2 separate regions of the Danio rerio genome follow, and region 1 is linked to region 2. Evidence: chromatin contacts called from public HiChIP or PLAC-seq data. All regions are on one chromosome and are shown on one strand. The core of a region is the stretch at or near the end of the contact, and the rest is flanking DNA. Distances in the headings are between cores, read along the strand shown.

What was found. HiChIP or PLAC-seq counts read pairs in DNA pulled down with a chosen protein or histone mark.
Region 1: an H3K4me3 HiChIP or PLAC-seq map of embryo shows a contact between it and region 2, with 2.9 times the contacts expected there. The contact joins the promoter of lsm6 here to the promoter of zgc:152968 in region 2. A contact is called at or near these places in 2 of 4 datasets of contacts at active chromatin or transcription factors (caudal fin and embryo).

What each region holds. Positions count from the first base shown.
Region 1 is chr1:39,344,048-39,350,209 of GRCz12tu, forward strand. It overlaps lsm6 (LSM6 homolog, U6 small nuclear RNA and mRNA degradation associated), which reads left to right and starts at 1,908. Exons shown (of 4, transcript NM_001002077.2): 1 at 1,908-2,001; 2 at 2,350-2,448. The coding sequence starts at 2,355.
Region 2 is chr1:39,134,849-39,140,467 of GRCz12tu, forward strand. zgc:152968 reads left to right here and starts at 3,333. Exons shown (of 17, transcript NM_001327755.1): 1 at 3,333-3,672; 2 at 5,114-5,619. The coding sequence starts at 3,546.

The DNA of each region.
Region 1 (6,162 bases), core at 658-3,157, 210 kb after region 2:
TGGATAACCTGGCCTGCAGTGGTTGCATGCGCAGATATATTTATATATATAGTGGGCATGAATCTGGGTGTTAGAATGGGGTGACTAGGTTCCACTGCTCATTTTTGATCAAGGCGACACTCCCCCCATCATTTCCACACTATTACCCCCATGCAGTGCAGGGATTAGGGAGCGGGAAGGGGAGGAGAAAAACTACATGCCGGCAGCCAATCTGGATTTCATTCGAAAACTCCCTTGAGGTTTTTCCATTATCCCCCCTCCATATCCAACTTGACCCGTAGAGAAAGCCCTGGCTCGCAAAGGTCAGCCTAGTCTAGACTCTCCTTTCCTCGAAGCAGCCTGCGGCAACCGACGGAGCCCCCTCCCCTCGCATCTGACACCCCTCAGCCTGACCCACCCCCAACCCTAGTGAAGCTGCCTCTGTAATCTTTTCATTTTTCCTCCACTCCCTCTCAGGTCTTTGGGGGCTTAGAAAGGTGAGGCGGGTTGTACCAGCAAATCAACTGTGCCACTGTCCATCTGAGCTCACCAGCGTCTTGAAGGCAGGGTGAAAACAGTCCCATCTGGCATCACTGGGCGGTTATTACCAACACGCTACTGTTTTCATAGGAGCTGTGGGGTTATTCACAGGCTTGCGGTGAGAGTGGATTGTCTGTGCTGACTGAGGAAAAGCAAATGCTTTTTTTATTTGTTCCCAGTCAAAATTTTATGCACATTCACATCAGTCTACAAAATGTTAAGTTGAAAACTTTTTGAAGGACAGCACATTAAGGTTAAAATGCCCTCTTTATGTGAGACGGACAGAATCATCTTCTACCAAGCAACAGGCAAAACTGAAAGATAAAAAGCTTGTGAAATGCTTTCTGTGTCTGTAGAGCTCTATTGTGTTTTATTCAGTATCGCTTAACAAGCCAAGCCATTCACGCTTTTCCAGTAGTCAAGAAAGCATCATAGTGCTTGTGTCAGCTTCCTTGTCATGATATTCCATATTTGTTTACAACTGAAAATCCCGGTGCTGTGTGCCACAACCGAAAAATCTGTAAACTCGTTCAATTTCTTTCCTTTTTTTCCTTAAATGAATGATTGCTTTGATAGGAAAATGCATTAGATCACATTTTTCTCTCTTAACCCTCCTTTAGGATGTGAACTCTGGCAACAAGGGGAAAAATACTCATTGAATATTCATTAACTCGTGCCTAGGTGTGTACACGGCTCTTAACCACACTTGTTTATGACTTAAGGACTTGTAGCGCTGACCTTAGTTTAACACAGCACCAGATACCAAATTAACCTCTAGCCTCCTCAGGGCTACCAATGCCCTGCTAACAAGCAAACTGTCTGGATGCGCCAGAAGTGCTTTATGATTCTGTCTCTCAGGTGCATCCCCTCCTCTGCCTGTGAACAAAAGACAGCTTTTTCTTCCCCATCTCCCTCTCTCTCTTTTGGCTATACAGGATCTTCTTTTTTCCTACATGTTTTAGCCACACCTCAACTACAACCTGAAGTTGCTTATTATACACAATGTACACAAAATACTTTGACAAACAGACAGACTATCTATCTATCTATCTATCTATCTATCTATCTATCTATCTATCTATCTATCTATCTGTCTGTCTGTCTGTCTGTCTGTCTGTCTGTCTGTCTGTCTGTCTGTCTGTCTGTCTGTCTGTCAGTCTAGGTTTCTATACGTCTGTTTGTTCGTCCATTTTTATCAGCTCATCTGTCATTCTTCTGTTTGTCTAACGATTTTATGTCCTAATGTAGCAAAAGCGACGATTCCCCGTCTTTACTGCCACCGTCGATCTGGCTCTTTTTTCCACTACGCATTCTTTGTCAAAGGAGATAACGCTATCTTGTCGGCTTCCGTACACTGGCTTTCTAACGAAGCATCTGGTTGGCTGAATGGTGTACACACCATGGAACTAGAATAAGCGGACGAGCTCATTGGTCAGCAGTCGCTCAGTCGAAACGTGCGGTTAACGTTGCTAAACGACATAGGTAAATAACGTTAAATGTTGTATGCTTTAATATAAGAATGCATTCGACGTTAGTGGGGTTTTAAAAAACTGCAGCACTGTAGTTACCTTGCTAGATATACGATGACACGTTTATTAAGTGATACGTTGGGTTGGAATGCTAGCATGCTAAATTAGCCGCTTATCGATAACGTTCACCGGCAATTTCCAAACAAATAAGGTTAAACCTCTTCTGGAAACCCCTTATGTGGTTTAAAATAAACGTCTTTAGTACGTTTTGTTGTTATTGTCACATCCTTTTTGTTAACAATGCAGCCATGGTTCATTTTTATAAGAGCTATTCATAAACTTCATTGTCATTCATTTTCAGCTAAAATGAGTCTCCGAAAGCAGACACCAAGTGATTTCCTGAAGCAGATCATTGGGAGGCCAGTGGTGGTGAAACTGAACTCTGGTGTCGATTACAGAGGTACAAACTGAAATATGCGGTTGTTTTTATGTTTGTATTTTACATTTATCATTTACAAGTTATCGAGGGTATGCATGAAGGGACTGATCATATTTGTTGTGTTGGAGGTAATAAAATAGGATGGTTTGGAAGTCAATCTTGAAGAAAACAACATAATTTCCTTATTGTAATTTATTACAAGTTCACTGCCACATGCAAGTTAAATATGGATAAAGTTGTGTCAGGTAAAGTAAGTTTTATATTCCAGGATTCAACGCTAAAGATTTTTTTTTTACTGGCCCGAAACTTTTCACTGGTCTGACCAAATATAACAAGTTACAGTTTTTCTCAGTGGCTTTGGTGCATTTCTCACAGCACTATTTACATTTGCACAACAGTTAATGCATTTCTCAAAATAATTAGTCATTTGTGCACATCCTATTAGCAGTTTCTCATTCCTTCCAACACATTGCAGATGCTTTTGGACATGCATCAATTACTTTCATACAACTCTCTGATATTTATAACATTATCATCTGCTTATGTCAACTAAACTTGTGAATTCTGAGTAGTCATTCCATATAAAACAAATAGTTTTCATTTCATTACTTGAGTCATTACATACAAAAATGTTGAACTAGTTGTCAAAATCTGTTAAGCAATATTTTATAAAAAAAATTAAATCTTTATTTTCCTGATAATGTCTAAAAAATTGAACAATTTCATGATTGATTTATAGACTTGTGTGTATTTTAGTTTCAGTTCCTATATGTTTTGCAATATTGTGTACAGTTGTGCACAACTCTACCCAAAGGGAGTTTGTTTGTTGTAAATAAGGGTGTATGTATTCTTTTGCACAATGGTGTGAATAAATTAGAATTGCAAAGAGTATATACAGTTAAAATGTGAAACATACATATTCAGTTTGTTGTACTCCGATTCCTCACTAAATGCAGTGATGTCTAACTTTACTGTAGTTTTCAAATGGCTGTGCAAATAGTATGCAGTGTTGTCTTGAGCATTTTCAGGAAGTGTCAACAAAATCTGACTTTTTTTGCATTGAAAAAATGTACAGAGTAAACTGTCATCATGAAAACAGGACAAAGCCATGTGACTATCTTGTTCATAAACAATGGTGTCAGGACTTTTCATTTTGATGATACTGGCACTTTGATTAACATCAATACTTGCTTTTGAGGAATGAACTATCCATTTTGAGCATGTGACGCATTTTTGCAGTTTATCATCTAGGTTTTGCAGTTTAAACTAATTGTTTTGAGAAATGCATTAACTGTTGTGCAGAAATGCACTAGTTTTGTGAGAAACGCACAAAAGCGACTGAGAAAAGCTGTAATAAAAAATATCCTAGCCACATATTTTAAATGTTCTGTCAAAAATAACATCTGCGAATGTAGCATTTAATGCTAATAAATCTAAAATAAGCAAAATTTATAGTGTAATGCAGACAAACAAACAAACAAAAAAATAATAGAAAATGTGCAGGTATTTTATTGCACTTTAAAATTATTTAACAAAATGTGGCTGACTTGCCAAACTTGCGGCAAACTGTGCAGAACATCACATTTTTTTCGTCATGTTGTACCCAAGACATTAGAAACAGACGTTTTCTTTTAGCTTAATAATTTGAAGTTGCCGCCTCTTTGCTGTACTGGTTTTTACCAAGTTTTAGAAAAAAATAACATGCTCACATCATCCAATCACATAAGAGGAAGCGAAAAGCAATATGGTGTTTACAACTTCACTGAGAAGGTAGTATTTAAAGGCTTGAAATAACAGTTTCTTAATTTTAAGACCTGATTAGGCCAGTAACGGTCCTGTTTAATGTCCCTAGCATCTCGCACACTAGCCCCGGGCCATTGGGCAGTCCTTATTGTTGAGCCCTGTATTCACATATTCTCACTTTTTTTCTTAATAATATAATTTTAGAAAAGTATTCTTTGAAAATTCTAAATAGTAAAATCATATCAGCAAATGACTATAAAAGTACAACATTGTTCACAGTCAAATAGATAGTACTATGTTGTTTTCATGTCAAACTTACTTATGATTTCAAATCAAATATTCAAAGTACCGTGGGAAACAATATAGGGAGCGTGTCGCAAGTTGTCGTTAAATAAATGTGCGAATATAAAACCAACTTTACCTCAGTTGCTGTATCCTGCTCTTGATCTAAGGCTTTTAGTCTGAAACCTTCCTTTAGTATTGCCACCATTTTCTTACACTTGGATATTTGTTATCAAACTTTTTGATTTCCATGCATTTTATTGTCTAAATCAATATTAAAGACCCTTTGATTTTTTTCCCCAGTGTTTTATTTCCACTTGTTAAAGCAAGAGTGGAGTTTGCATCAACTAAAAAGGAAATTAATATTGGTTGACGTTTAAAATATGAAATCAAATCTATGTAAAAATTAACAACAACTATTCTTAATTACTATACTTCTACTTTTATTATAAAATATAAACAGGAGTAAGTCAATATACTGAAATAGGCCTGCACGATATTGAAAAAAAATGGCAGATTTTTCTGTTTTTCTGCAAAATACATTGTAATATAAATATCATTTAACAAGATAACTTGATAACCTATGTTTAGAAAGAATTCATACATTGTAAAAAACTATTAGTTGCTTTACTTTTTTTTTTTTTTAATAAAAAGTGAAAAGTACCTTAAAAGCTACAAGTTGACTTTGAAAAGTGATTTTAGTGCTTGCTCATTTTTTTAAAGTAAAGCAAACTAAGTGCTTTTTATGGTGCAAGTTTACATTGATTGGGATAATTTTGGTTTTATAATGGAGTTGAAATGGTGCTGTGCTTAATATTGTTTTGAAACTCAATCAAATGTAAAATAGCCTCAATATTGTTTTCACTGTAAAATTAATTATTACCCAGTTAATATTGGTTAAAGTGGCAAACTAATGTCTTGTACCCAAATGGTTTAAATTGATTTAAAATCGTCTGATTTTAAATTCACAGGCCTTGTCAACATCCAAATCCAAATAGAAATATTTCACACTATTAGAACCAATTAGATTAGGTTGTGATATATTAATCTCAACATGACGTTGCAGATCCTGCGATCTGAATATTGTAGATTGGTACATCTATGCTGAAACAATATATTGTGCAGCCCTATAATAAAATTAATCATTTTTAAAATGTTTAAAACCCTTCTAGTAAAAAATTGAGTTAAACATTGTGCTTGCAATGATAGTGGTAAAGTATAAAGATTTAAAATGACAATTCATTGTTTTAATTAAAACTAATTTGATTTTAATTATATTATATTTTAATTTAATAAACTAGGGCTGCAGTATGATTCTGAAATGTCTTCTATTGATTCTTGTTGTATTTATGCCTGATAAGATTTTTCTGTTCATTGACGATTGTTTTTAACAGGTTTCTTCTGTAAATCATGGCAAAAATGTAGTTTTTTTTTGTGTGCATGTAGTAAAATGGGCACATTATAGGGAAATGGCCAAAAAAGATTCATACTTACTTTAAGTAAGTAACCCATATATTTTTAAAGTCACTTCTACCTGAAAAAAACATTTTAGAACTTGACAAATTTAAATTTAAGGATACAAACATCATACAAGTGTCTCTTCCAATTTTTTATCCACTTTTTAAATGAGACCTCTTTGAATTTGCAAAAGAGGAAAAGTGGATTAAAATTACACCACCTTTTATTCATGTTTCTTGTTCTTGTAAATTT
Region 2 (5,619 bases), core at 2,083-4,582:
TAATATGGGAAGATGAATTAGATTTTTTGGTGAATTATACTTTCAGGACTGTTAAGGGGCTAGCTTTATTTTTAAATTTAATGGGAGGCCAAATGAACACTAAAACATTACAGAAATGGTTTTGTGTGTGAAAATGCACAGCCCCCTCGGCTACAACTGCTTTTGAAAAGAATCTGCTTAAGAAATAAGAGAGAGGAATTCAATTGACCTGTGGTAATACATTTGAGTGAATAATTATTCTTAGCAACTATTGAATGATGGTATCGAATAGCTCTGTTTTTCCCTGAATGACTTGGTGAAAAGCAGCCCGCCGCCAGTGTTGGCTTAATGAATTCCATCTGCTCTCTGTCCCAAAATCAGGGTTTGATCAGGCCACGATCCCACTGGTTACAGCCTACCATTTCTCCCAAATGTTGATGTCAGGCTCAACCTCTTCAGATACAAATGTGTTTCCTGGCAGTGCCGCGTGGCTTTTTTTCTGCCTACCCTCCAGCGGTAACTCAGCATGGCTTGTGTTCTTGATGGTAATGGAGTGTCTCGAGATGGCAGGCAAACTCTCCTCAGGCCTCTAAACTCAATCCTTTTTAATCCCGGGTCTAATTGCTCGCTTTTGCCAGCCAAAGTGAATTCAGCTGCTGGCTGTCTGTGAGACCAACAGTCCCTGTAGAGCACAATGTAATAACATCATAAATTTACAGAAATTAAAAATTTAAACAAAAGATAGGAATGTGGCGGCGCGCTTGTCAAAGTGCCCCAACGGCCTTCATGATCATGTTAAACTAAAAAACATAAAGACTTTGACAATTGCATGCCATGAAAGTTATATTTAAAAAGATATCTAGTATTTAAGCAACAAATCCACTGTTGTCTTCATCCACCATTTGCCTTACAAATGTATCAAATGTAATTCTAATTAATTTTATCCTTGTCTAGAAATGTGGTTTGGTTTAATATTTACAGTGTATACTTTTCATTATTTACCCACCTAAAAATGGAACAATAGTTGTAGCATGACTACATGCAGCTTCAAATGTTATATAGGCAACAGGATTTTTATTATTAATTAAAGTTTAATTAAAATTTAAGTTTTATATCTATTTTTAGAGTTTGATAAAGAACACATTTCCACAGGTCATTGTATACACTGATGACAGCACAGCTCAAAACAATATGCACAAACAGACAATATCAGATGTTCTGGACACCCATAATGTCAAAGAATAGTCTTGTTGTAATGCAGTGTTGTTATTAAAACTTAGGTTAGGGTCTTCTGCTACTTTAGACAATTAAAGAATTGTGTAAACTGCCAAATAACATACTAAAGATTAAAATAATAGTTTTTATTATAAATATAAATAAAACTAATTTTAAACTTTTACATTTTCATCAGCTAATTCCTTTTACAGTGGTGATTAATTATTTAGCCTGCTCTTTTAAGTAGATCTGTGTTTTTAAATTTTGTTTACAATACAAACAACAGTATAGGGTGAATTTGTGTTCAGTAGGGTGAATTCCAACAAAATTCAGGACACTTGTCAATCAGGAAGATCTAGACACAATTAGATGACAAGGTCAGTGACATAGGATTCTGACTAAATTAATGTTAAGGACATAAACCTGTCATAATCAAGACAATGTTCCCAATTGTTGTCAAATTATGGTTTGAATATATTGAAGTAACAAAATATGTAATAAAGTGTTGAAAATGTTTGTTTTTTAAAAAAAGATTTAAAAATTTTTTTTGTTGTCCCACATTATCATAATTGATAATGTAGGACAGCATGATTTGGGTAATCTGGGACAGCCTTCGAATGGAAGAAATATGCATTTAGAGACTTGTACATGTGTACAATGTTCTGTACACAAACTCACTCACAAACTTACTCACACAGACATACTCCCACTCACTTAAACACACACACACACACACACACACACACACACACACACACACACACAAACACAGTCTCTCTCTCACACATACTCACACTCACATACACACACTCACTTTTTAAAAATAGGTAAAATTGTGTTTGGCATCCATAAATATTGCAAATATATACTTTTTCAGCCCAAAAACGTAAGTCCCAGATTATCAAATTCAGGCAGATTTTCTTTCTTTCTTTTTTTTTAAATAAACTATAGGTGTGGCACAATAACATTTGTTTGAAAGGGGCTTATATTATGTTTTTTCAGGTCGTTAGAAAATATTTTAGGCCTAAGTCTAGCATGTTGTTCTAGATAGACATTAAAATAAAAGTGATGTCAAAATTGCGAAAAGTGTCCCAGATTACCCAAATTCACCCTGCCTCAAACGCGATATACGTTCATGATTGGCTGAGTTCAGAGCATAACAACCACGCGTGTTTCGGGTTTATTTTTAGACAAATTTTAGACAAATTAGACCGATTCACAAATTTCAAAGAATTACATTATAAATACATTATATTGGAAAATTGTAAATATATTGGAAATTTTATAGTAAAAATGTACGTAAATGCAAACTCCCTTTTAGCACATTCAAACAAGAAGTATTAGCCTAAAGAGTGATGTTTGGTTTCAAACCTCGGCTCAGATGGTGTTTCTGTGAGGAGTTTGCATGTTCTCCTTGCGTTTGCGTGAGTTTCCTCCGGGTGCTCCGCTTTCCCCCACAGTCCAAAGACATGCGGTACAGTTGAATTGGGTAGGCTAAATTGGTGTGTGTGTGTGTGTGTGTGTGTGTGTGTGTGGATGCTTCCCAGAGATGGGCTGTGGCTGGAAGGGCATCCGCTGCGTAAAAACGTTCTGGATAAGTTGGCGGTTCATTCTGCTGTGGCGACCCCGGATTAATGAAGGGACCACGCCGACAAGAAAATGAATGAATGAATGAATGTTTATACCCTTTTGTTTTCCCTTATTTCCTTCATGCTATATTTAATTCATAATTCCCTTATTGTTAAAAAAATGAACTAGTTCGTAGAGACTGTGTTTTGTTTTATTTGTACTTTAAATCTTTTGTTGTTATAAAAAAAAATAAAAATTGGTGATGATGCCATGTGATGACATAGTTGCAACTTTGAGGCGAGGGATCGGTAAAATGATCTGTTATTGTCATTGTGTTCTTTTGTGTACATTGAATTTTGTATGTTTGTTATTGAAGTCAATAAAAAAAAGGGATCGGTAAAATGAGGTGCTGGATCAGAATTCCACAATAAGCCCTGAACGCACCTATATTTTTAAAGATTCGGTTCAATTGAACAACTCGCGAAATAGAATCGCTACAAAGCCGAACAATCAATCAGCCACACCTGGAAATTAACTAATTAAAACACTCGCGCTACCAGCTGGTGAAGTAGCCTGTCTCTCCAGTTCACAAGTGTTAAAGTTATCAGCTACTTTTTTGCGAGGTCACCCTTTTTCATACTGAGTTTGTCCCCCCTTTCCACCGCCTTAAAGAAAATGTCATCAGATCTCGTCGTGTCACATATGTTGAATACAACAAGAAACAGAGAAATTGCGTTTTACAGACAGTGAACAGTACAATAATTTGGTATCTCGTCAGCGGAATGTTTCCTTCCACAGCTCTCTTCGATGAAATAGATTGTCCCTTTCTTCAGTCTGGACGATGTCAACGACCTTATTGTTTGTACAATCACAGCAAAGACAGTTCTTCTGACGTGATGAATACCAAAGGTAAACACACATGATTCACTTTGACAGTTATACTAACGTTAACGTTACTGTTTTAAGTTTATTGCTATGCTGCTATCACTAACGATGTTTTACTTTCATTTAAATGATTCATTTAAATTTCATTAGTCAAACTGATTCACAGTTCTAAACAATTCAGTCATTCGCACGTCTAAACAATTCTAAACAAATTCGAGTGGAGACTCGTTTGCGTCAGTTCAAACCTTGCAACGTGATTAGCCTCGAAATTAAATTAATTACTTTAATAATCATGCATCAAATCTAGCTGTTTGCAAATTCATATGGTAACTTTAAAAAAGTGACTAAAATGTGAATTACTAGCCTACACAAAACGAAGTAAATAGCTATTCAACTGCTTGCATGTCACCAACACATCACACTGAAAGAAGCCTAGATGGACATAATATATGTGGCTTATTTAAGATAAGTTGGTCAGTGCGTTACAATGTTAAAAAATTGACAGAAAAATAGGTTCTGGTATACTTAAATTAAAAACACAATATAAACTGTATATCAAAATGCAGATGACTCCTGTATAAAATAATAATGAAAAAAAAAAAAAACATGCTTCATATAACCGTAAACTGTGCACTAGTTTACAGATTAGATTGTAAAAAGAGATCTATAAATGTGTTAAAATCTATTATTATTTAGATTGAGCATTTACAGTAGTTTCCAATTTTGGGGAAAAAAATAGGAATTTTGTTACATGCATGCACACAAATGGTTGGTTATAACTCAATGTTTTGTCAGAAATGGACAACATTGACTCTTTTTTTTATTATTTTTTTTATTTTTTTTTAATTAATATTTTAAATGACACTTTTTAACTCAATGGTTAAGTTTGTCCAAATTTGGACCAACTTTAGATTACAAGAACCCAGCATTTTTCATTGTGAACTATAGACCCCTTACTGAATGTGCACATTTCAAAGCATGTGTTTATATAATTGTGCAGTTATATATTGTGTATAGTGATCGTTATAATTGCGCTTATATTTAGGGCCTCTTGCTTATTAATGTATAACTATTCGAAATTTTCAGAGGGAACTGCTGAGTCAGAAAACTGAAAAAAACAATTCTAAGAAATTAAGATTACCCATTATAAGATCCACTAAGGTTTATGTGCCTTGTATATTTCTGAAAATGAGTTTATTTTCCCCAAATGCACAGCATAAAATAATTCAAAGCATTTCATTATACTGGCATTTAAATCAAATTAGCTGTTTCCCCCTCATTCATTCAATCCACACTCATTAAAATGGTTTTATTATTGCAAAGCTCTTAATTTTCCAAGTAATCTCTCAAATGTGTGTGCTCAAATTCTGCCATTACAGCATGCATAACAGAAGGAACATCTGTGCAGCGATGGTATACTTCAAAGCATTGTTTTGCAATTTTTTTTTCTCTGCTTCACATTTAGGTCTTGGAGATCCTAAAGTGACTTCTGCCAATGGATCCTTTCACACCACCGAGGACAATTATGCTTGTCTTGAGGAACTGGAGAGAATCAACAAAGAAATCGAGGCGGTGAGGAGTGAGGTGGAGAAAGAACAAAAAAGACTGTCTCAGTATCAGACATCACAGTCTCTCACACAAACAGGCCAATGCTCTGGAAAATATTTGCGAACCACCAAAAGTAGGCCTAAAGACCAAAATGGTAACCATTTGAAATCCAAAAAGCCTGTTTGCTCAACTAGTGGTCAGAAGTATGTGGTTGACCGTGCCAGACCCAAGACTGATTTGGAATATGACCCCTGTTCTAATTTTTCAGCAGACTTGCTATCTAGCAGCTCAGCAGAATGCAAGCTTAAGTCATCCGACAAAGTCGATATTGATCACGGTCTAAAGAGTAAACAAACCGGAAAAATTGTTCAACCTCTGTCGTCTCATTTTGATGATTCTGAAGATAAAGGTACCTTGGTCATT